Linked DNA regions of Podarcis muralis: region 1 is linked to region 2. The links are chromatin contacts, called in public Hi-C maps. All regions are on one chromosome and are shown on one strand. Each heading gives the region's core, a stretch centred on a gene start, on an enhancer-like site or on the middle of the called end of the contact. The rest is flanking DNA. Distances are from core to core; before and after follow the strand shown.

Region 1 (3,852 bases), core at 517-3,016, 150 kb before region 2:
TTTAAATAAATAAAAGGTGGGGAGGAAGGAGAGAACAGCTTTTGAGAAGAACAATTTAGGGCAACCTTTCTCAACCTTGGCTCCCCAGCTGTTGTTGGACTACAATTCCCATCACCCCTGACCGCTGGTCTTGATAGTTAGGGATGATGGGAGTTGTAGTCCAACAACAGCTGGGGACAGAAGGTTGAGAAAGGCCGATTTAGGGTGTGTTCATATTATCACCTTGGGGAACAATGAAGTTGGTTGTTTCTCCCAGTGCCATCTCAGAGTTCTTTCTCTCCTAGCTGTTCACATCAGCACAGCTTCATTAGTGTCAAATTTGTTTGTTTGTGCGCACACCAGCGATTGTCAACAGGGCAGGCCAGATCCTTATTTCCACAAGCCTACCTGTCAATCGCCTGATGTCATTATGACACACATCAAAAGGAAGGCCCTGACTTTACCTGCCTCCCACCTGATGTCAGGAGTGGGGTAGATCAGAGCGGTTTGGGGAAAATAGCCTCATGGACCAAAGGTTTTCCACCACTACTATATGTCTGTTTATCTGAAGCATATTGCAACTGTTCTCTTCACATTGACACCAACGCTAAAGTTGCAAATTGCTAACGTGGCATAGAGATGTGCCAGTGAGGTCCTCATGTCTGCTCAAGTATACCTTTACAATAACCAGTGATAGAGCCGCCTTGCTTGTGGCATTGCACCTGTGGAATCACTTTCCCTCTGCTAGAAGACGTGCACCAGCAGTTATGTTACTGTAATTTTAATGAAATGTATTATTATGAAATAATATTATTATGTATTACTATGAAATTCCCTTGTGTTTTTTTAATGAGAGACAGTATGAAAATATTTTAAATAAATAAAATACATAAGCATACAATACTTAAATAGATTGGGAAACCAATTAACTGGTCATGTTCACAACTAGCCAACTAAATGCCCTTATGCAGATAGAAACTTTTTCAATAGCATCAGAGCAGCATAGGATACCAAAGGCAGAAGTGAAGCTTTCTGCTCCCTAGCTCTGTAAATTCTGAGTGCAAAAAGACGCACTTCCTCGCCTGCGTTATAGATAAGCATAGCTACATTTTAAATTGGGCTTTTGCATCTAATACAGAGCTAGTCTGCAGACCAAACCAAGGCTTAGCATGAACACATGGACTCCCATAGAAGAGATTGTGGGTGCTTTGCTCTACTCAGACAAATTACAAGCTGTAACTAAGGTTATGGCTTATCTGGAGAAGATAAACCGTAAGTCTGAGTTAGGATGACACACTGAATCATGGCAGCGTTGTAGCAGCAGACCAACCGAGGAGCAAGGAAGCTACAATGTCCTGTCCCGGAACTCTCACGCCTGTGCAAATTATGCAAGCGGGGGGGGGGGGGGGAGAGAGAGAGAATTTCAGCCACCCAGCTTTTAATGTGCATTGTGCAATCTGATCCCATGCATGCTCGCCGAAGTAACGTGTCTCAGATTTCACCGGAGCTTACTTGCAAGTAAAGGTTCAGAGAATTAAAGGCATCGCTGCTCAAAGGTGCAGAACGACTGTAAACGTAATAGCCATTATTTGACGATCATGATTCTTTTAAGAAGGTCAAAATATTGAAAACAAGGCCCACAACGCCATCAGCTTCCATGAGTTATTAAAGTTAACATTTAAAAGAAAAACTATTACAAACAATCCTAGCAACGCCACTCATTTTGTGATTTAAAAGCCACACTACCTTACAATCAGCCATTCAACACAGGAAAAGGCTACAGACTACAAGTCCCAGAAGGCTTTGCTGTCTGAAAATACGTCACACAGCGCGTCAATAATTTAAAACGAGATGTTAACCCTTTCATCCCTTGTCCTGCGGGGAGTCAAGCAGCTGTGCTCACAAGCGATGTAACTAGGAAAATTTCTCGCTATGAGAGGGATGTATGTTAATGAATAAGTAATATATGAAGATACCCGTTTTACTGTTTTCTTGAGAGTGACTATACAACTGTTAGATATGCAAGACAGTTTATTCAGAGAGGAATTAGTACTTCCCTCCATTCTCTCCCCTGGTCCTTTTATATTATCTTAATTTATACATGTCAATAATTTCATTATCTTTAATTAGCTCCAAATTTAAAGGGAAGTCGAGGGATCTGAGTAATCCCAAAATGTGCATTTAATATAGCGTGAAAATGCTTTCCCCCCTTTCTTTTCTTTTGTGTGTGTGGTTTATTCTATTATATGTATGTGATGATAATGTTTAATTGTGGAAATTAGTTTTAAAAAAACATTAAAAAACCCAGAGAGGAATTAGTACTTTCGTTAATTCAAAATGTTGGGATACACATTCTGATATAATAAAGCCAGTTCAAATATAAAATGAAAATGCTAAATGGCAAAGACCCTAGCAGGATCAGTAAGATAATAGGGCTGAAATTCAATTTACAGTATTTTGAACAAACCTGTGCGTTTTGCAGTAAGGCATCTATGGTCACCAGGAATGTGACTGCAGCTAATTAGAATTTTTGGGATACTACAATCTTCAAAATTATCCATGACAAATAGATGAGTCCACTGACCTGGGCGTATGGGACAGAATCAGCCTCTGTCACCCTAAAGGTTTATAAATGCTAGTTTATAAATGTTCATAATAATTGTTAGGAAAAGTAGGGAGCCCACAACACTACCAAGAGGCAAGAATGAATAAATATATACATATCATTTGTTTATTTATGCAATTATTTCTGCCCTGCCTTTTGGCTTCAGAGCAGCTGAAACATAACATAAACAAAACAATCAAATGTACAGAGTGCTGAAATCAACATGCACAGATTCATTAAAGAAAGTTAATATTGAGACAGAACCTTGCGGTTTTTGCTTCTGATGTTTACGATATGATGATGAGTGAAAGCGGCTACGATTCCTTTGCAAGCAAGTTTCTAGGATGTCCTGGTCTTGTTACTATGATTGGGAAATACCAGGCTCTGAATATGAAGTAGCACAATGGACTGTAAATGGAACTGTGTAAGTTTGATGAAGCTTCAAATTTTTGCATCCGTGGAGGCCCCCCCATGCATTTTAGAACCCTGCATAATTAGGGTTCTGAGATATGCAGGGAGGAACCTTTGTGGACGAAAAAAGCCTCTCCACTTCATTCCATAATTTGGAAGGCAACAGAAGGGAGCAGTTTAGCCAGGACCCTCATTCCTGCTTGTCCTGCTTATGTGATTGCTAACACCTTAAAAGGGTTCTAATCTTTTATAAAGGTTGGGTAGGTTGGTTGAAACAGATGAAAACAGGGAAACTGGCTGAAATTATTGTGGTGGCTGGATGTCCTCTCCCATCTTGTTTAGTAAAGCAGCGGCAACATTGTTTGTAGTTTTCACTGAGTCATTCAGTCACTTAAAGAGTCTCAGAGCTGCTACTGCCCGCTACCTTAAAAACAAACAAGGTTCTTCCTACATTAGTCATATAGACTTCAAAATACATAACACATTTGCCTGGAAGTATTTGCTGATGATGGAGTTGCACTCTACAATATCTGGAGAGCACCCTGTTTGGGAAGACTGGTTTCTGTACAATATGATATTGTTTATCATTTATATTTTTTTAAAGGTAAAATGACTTAAAATAACACAGAGACAGAGAGAGAGAGAGAGAGAGAGAGAGAGAATTCTCCAGTACTACTTCATTCAGGTAGTGGCAATTTCTCCCACAGATCAAGCAGTCTGGGTGCTCGCTTGATCCTTTGCACCGGTATTTTCGTGGATGGTGCATTTAAGGTCATGGTGGAGCAGTGTCTGGTTTTTGAGCTTGTTGCCCCAGTCATCCACAATGTATTGATGATAAGGGTCATCAGAGTGCTCTC
Region 2 (3,889 bases), core at 1,366-3,865:
TGCCTGGCAACCATGCCCTCCAGGCCACCAACATGTGCACCAGGCCCCCCTCCCTGCTGGCACACAAGGGGCCTATGCATATAGGAATATATGTGCACAGAACTCTTCATGCAAGGGGATTCCTTTTGTGGGGGAAGCTCTACATGTGTACATTGATTCGGTACACGTTTAGAGCTCCTCCTCATAGTCTCTGAGCACATGGCCAGAAGGTCAGGGCTACCCTCTGTGGCCCCGCAACCCACTTGTGCATTGTTTCAGCATGTGAGAAGATTCATAGGAACATAGAAAAGCTGCTTTCTACCATGTGATACCAACATTCCATCTCACATCCTCAGCTCTACCTGGAAATACCAGGGATTGAACCTGGCAACTTCTAAATGCAAAACATGTGCTCTACCACTGAGCCACAGTCCTTCCCATTAGTATAAAGAAGCTTCAATTTCTCTCATGGGTCACACACTAACTTCGATCTCTTCTTGCCTCTCTACTTAAAGCTGCTACACAGATGAGAGGGGCAGTGACTGCTAGAACAACTAATGTCCAACATGCTAGCTGCTACCTATAGCGGAGAGGCCCTAAATTATTCGCCACTCCCCCTGCATTTACATCAAGGCTAAGGTATTGCAGTAATGTAATCTCCAAATATGGCTCTGCTAGTTATCAGGCCTCTCAATCTGTAACAAGAGCAACATCTAGTGTTCAAAGTATCTCCTGCACAATTTACACCATGCAAGTTGAAGAAATGCAGACCTCAGACCAGAATTAAGGCAAAAAAAGCCCACCTCTGCCACTCCTAAGTTGTTTCATAACAAATACATGTCTGATACACATGTATATGGAACACAATGTTTAAGTATATATTGCTAGCTGGGGATGAAGAGGGATGCTGGTTACATTAGGATGGGATGGAAGGATAATTACTCGCATTGTCATAGACTCTTGCACCCTCCACCCACAAAATCCATCACATACTATTCAGCTGTACCTAAAGCACTTGGCTTTCCTTCTTAAGAAAAGCCTTCCCAACAGAACATCAGTGCTTGCTAAATGCTGAAGCTGCTAGTCACTTATTTTTCACCTGGTCATTTAATCAACAAGACTCCATGATGCCTTACAATGAAACAACAAAGCTACATTAAAATCTAGGAACAAAAGCATAACTGATCATTCAAACAACAAAAGCAAAGTATTTTCTAACAAAGACTAGATTGGATGTCTTTGGATGGGGAGGTGGGATGTGTGTGAAATAGGCAGCCATCCCCAAAGACCTGGCTGAAGTTCTGTTTGGAAGGCCTGAGCCTTGCAGGGATGCTCTGCTTTATCAGGTTAAATGGGCTGGTAGCTATGGGGGCAGCAGGTGTTGGGTTAAGAAACTCATGCATGAGGGAGTGGAGCAAGGGATGGTCACACAAAGGAATAGAGAATCATTTCCCAACCCCTACTACAACCCCTCCACTCACTATAGCTTTCAGTAGGTAACTGCTTGTATAATCATAATATTATTCACTACGGAGAAGGAATTGTATAGGTTTAGGAATTCAAATTTAGGAATTACTGACACCACAATACGACATTCTTAACAAAGCAAATTGGTTGTGTGTGTGAGAGAGAGAGATCATGAAGTTTACAGAAAACAGTACTAAAAAAGTGGTTTGAACTATAGGTATTGATCCAGGAAAGGGAAAGGCACTTCAAAAAGGATTAAACCAAATTTAAGCATTTTGTGAAACTGGCATCACTTACACACCATCTTGGCTTTGAGTTCATTATGCCATCCACTCTGCCACCTGAATATTTTGCCACCGCATTGCCATTTGATTCTGATGCATGTGTAGACAAGATGTTACTCTGGCAAGCGATATAACACTCTGGAACATGCTTTCACTCAGGTCCAGGATGATTTAGGCTTTAGGACTGGAAAGCAGGTGCCATAACTTAGATGAAAAAAGGAGCCTGGCAGTTTTGGCAAGCAAAAAGCTATTATTTGCTGAAAACAGGAGTCACACTAGTGAGAAAAATAATGGTTAAAAGAAACCAGGTTGGCAACACAGAGAGGATCTTACCAGTCACCTGATAAACAAAATGAAAACTTACAGAACGTTTGAGAAACGAGCGTGCTAATATTAAGTACGACCGCAACGTGTATGCCTTCATGCGTAATAGGCATTAAACTCCGCTTCGAAAAAGGCACGTAATAAATTCAGGGTAGCTAATAATAATAATAATAATAATAATAATAATTTATACCCCGCCCATCTGGCTGGGTTTCCCCAGCCACTCTGGGCGGCTTCCAAGAAAAGAATAAAAATACATTAAAACATCAGTCATTAAAAACTTCCCTAAGGTGTAAATTACGTTTATGCATTAAAAAAACCACAAAACTTTTGCCTTGCTTCCTTTAAGCACACTTTCTTCTCTCGGCGCTTTGCAAAGCAGGATACACTACTCGGAACACGAAGCTGTATCCCCCGGAACCTTGCGATCCCAAGAAAAAGAATCATGTTCCTTCTCCAATCCCAAACTCGCACGTGCCGCCCTCCACGCAAACTTATGGTCTTCCGCCTTGCCTCTTTCCGCCCCGCCCACTCGGGCGACTAGTTCTACAGAAACTACGATTCCCAGAAAGCCTTGCGCCTGCGTGCCCGGAGCCGAGACCTTGCGCCTGCGCTTCTCTTGTCTCGAGGACGGGGAAGGGCCCGGCTTGACCTACAGGAGGAGAAGATGGCTGCTGCTGCTGCAGGGTTGGCTCAGAAGGTGAGCAGCGAAGCCTTGGGAAGGAAGAGGGGGTTCTGCTGGGGGCAGGTCTCTTACCTGAGGACGCCTCACTTGGCTTCCGAGACTGAAGCCTGGAGGCTTTGGGAGGAGAAGGAAGAGGGGGAGAGGGGAAAGTCTTAAACCCAAGTGGCCCCAAGAGGACTTGGAGGGTTTCCGGGGCTGCTGTGTGAGTGCCTGGTCTGCAGCCTGGGCTTCCCTTGATGCCAGAGATAAGGAAGGAAGCTCAGCAAGCCAGGCTCCTCTGCTAAGTCCTCCTGCCAGTGGAACCCAGGAAGGGGCCTGACTATTGGCCTATCTAGAGCATGCACCCCCAAACTTGGCCCTCCAGATGTTTTGGGACTACAACTCCCATCATCCCTAGCTAACAGGACCAGTGGTCAGGGATGATGGGAATTGTAGTCCCAAAACATCTGGAGGGCCAAGTTTGGAGGTGCTTGATCTAGAGCAGTACTACTACTACTACTAATTTATTACTTATACCCCGCTCATCTGGCTGGGTTTCCGCAGCCACTCTGGGCGGCTTCCAACAAGAGATTAAAAATACATTAAAACATAAGTCATTAAAAAACTTCCCTAAACAGGGCTGCCTTCAGATGTCTTCTAAATGTCAGATAGTTGTTTATTTCCTTGACATCTGGTGGGAGAGTGTTCCACGGGGCGGGAGCCACTGCTGAGAAGGCCCTCTGCCTGGTTCCCTGTAACCTCACTTCTCGCAGGGAGGGGACCGCCAGAAGGCCCTCGGAGCTGGACCTCAGTGTCCGGGCAGAACGATGGAGGTGGAGACGCTCCTTCAGGTATACTGGGCTGAGGCCGTTTAGGGCTTTAAAGGCCAACGCTTTGAATTGTGCTCGGAAATGTACTGGAAGCCAGTGTAGGACTTTCAAGACTTCTGGACTGGCTTTGACCAGGGTTTTGGGTAGGGGTCTCTCCCAGCCCAACTGGAGATGCTGGGACCATCTCCATAAAAGAGATGTGCTGCCATACTGACCTGTGGCCCATTGGCCCTGTTTGGTTTTCCTCCTTGGATCTTGCTCCAGCCCTGACCTCTCCTCTGTAATTCATGGTAGACAAGCGTAGGGTTCTGATGGGAGACCTGTGCGGGTTCTTGCCTACC

The links. Hi-C and Micro-C count contacts between places; a contact is called where the count stands out from the background.
Region 1: a contact with region 2 is called in a Hi-C map of tail, with 4 times the contacts expected there. The contact joins the promoter of SMIM11 here to the promoter of ATP5PO in region 2. A contact is called at or near these places in 2 of 3 Hi-C or Micro-C datasets (blood and tail).

The regions. Positions count from the first base shown.
Region 1 is chr4:53,719,950-53,723,801 of rPodMur119.hap1.1, reverse strand. It overlaps SMIM11 (small integral membrane protein 11), which reads right to left and starts at 1,766. Exons shown (of 6, transcript XR_003706423.2): 1 at 1,726-1,766. KCNE2 (potassium voltage-gated channel subfamily E regulatory subunit 2) reads right to left here. Exons shown (of 2, transcript XM_077927319.1): 2 at 2,689-3,852. The coding sequence ends at 3,704.
Region 2 is chr4:53,575,721-53,579,609 of rPodMur119.hap1.1, reverse strand. ATP5PO (ATP synthase peripheral stalk subunit OSCP) reads left to right here and starts at 2,615. Exons shown (of 7, transcript XM_028727108.2): 1 at 2,615-2,754. The coding sequence starts at 2,722. LOC144327509 (a long non-coding RNA gene) reads right to left here and starts at 2,658. Exons shown (of 2, transcript XR_013392584.1): 1 at 1,744-2,658.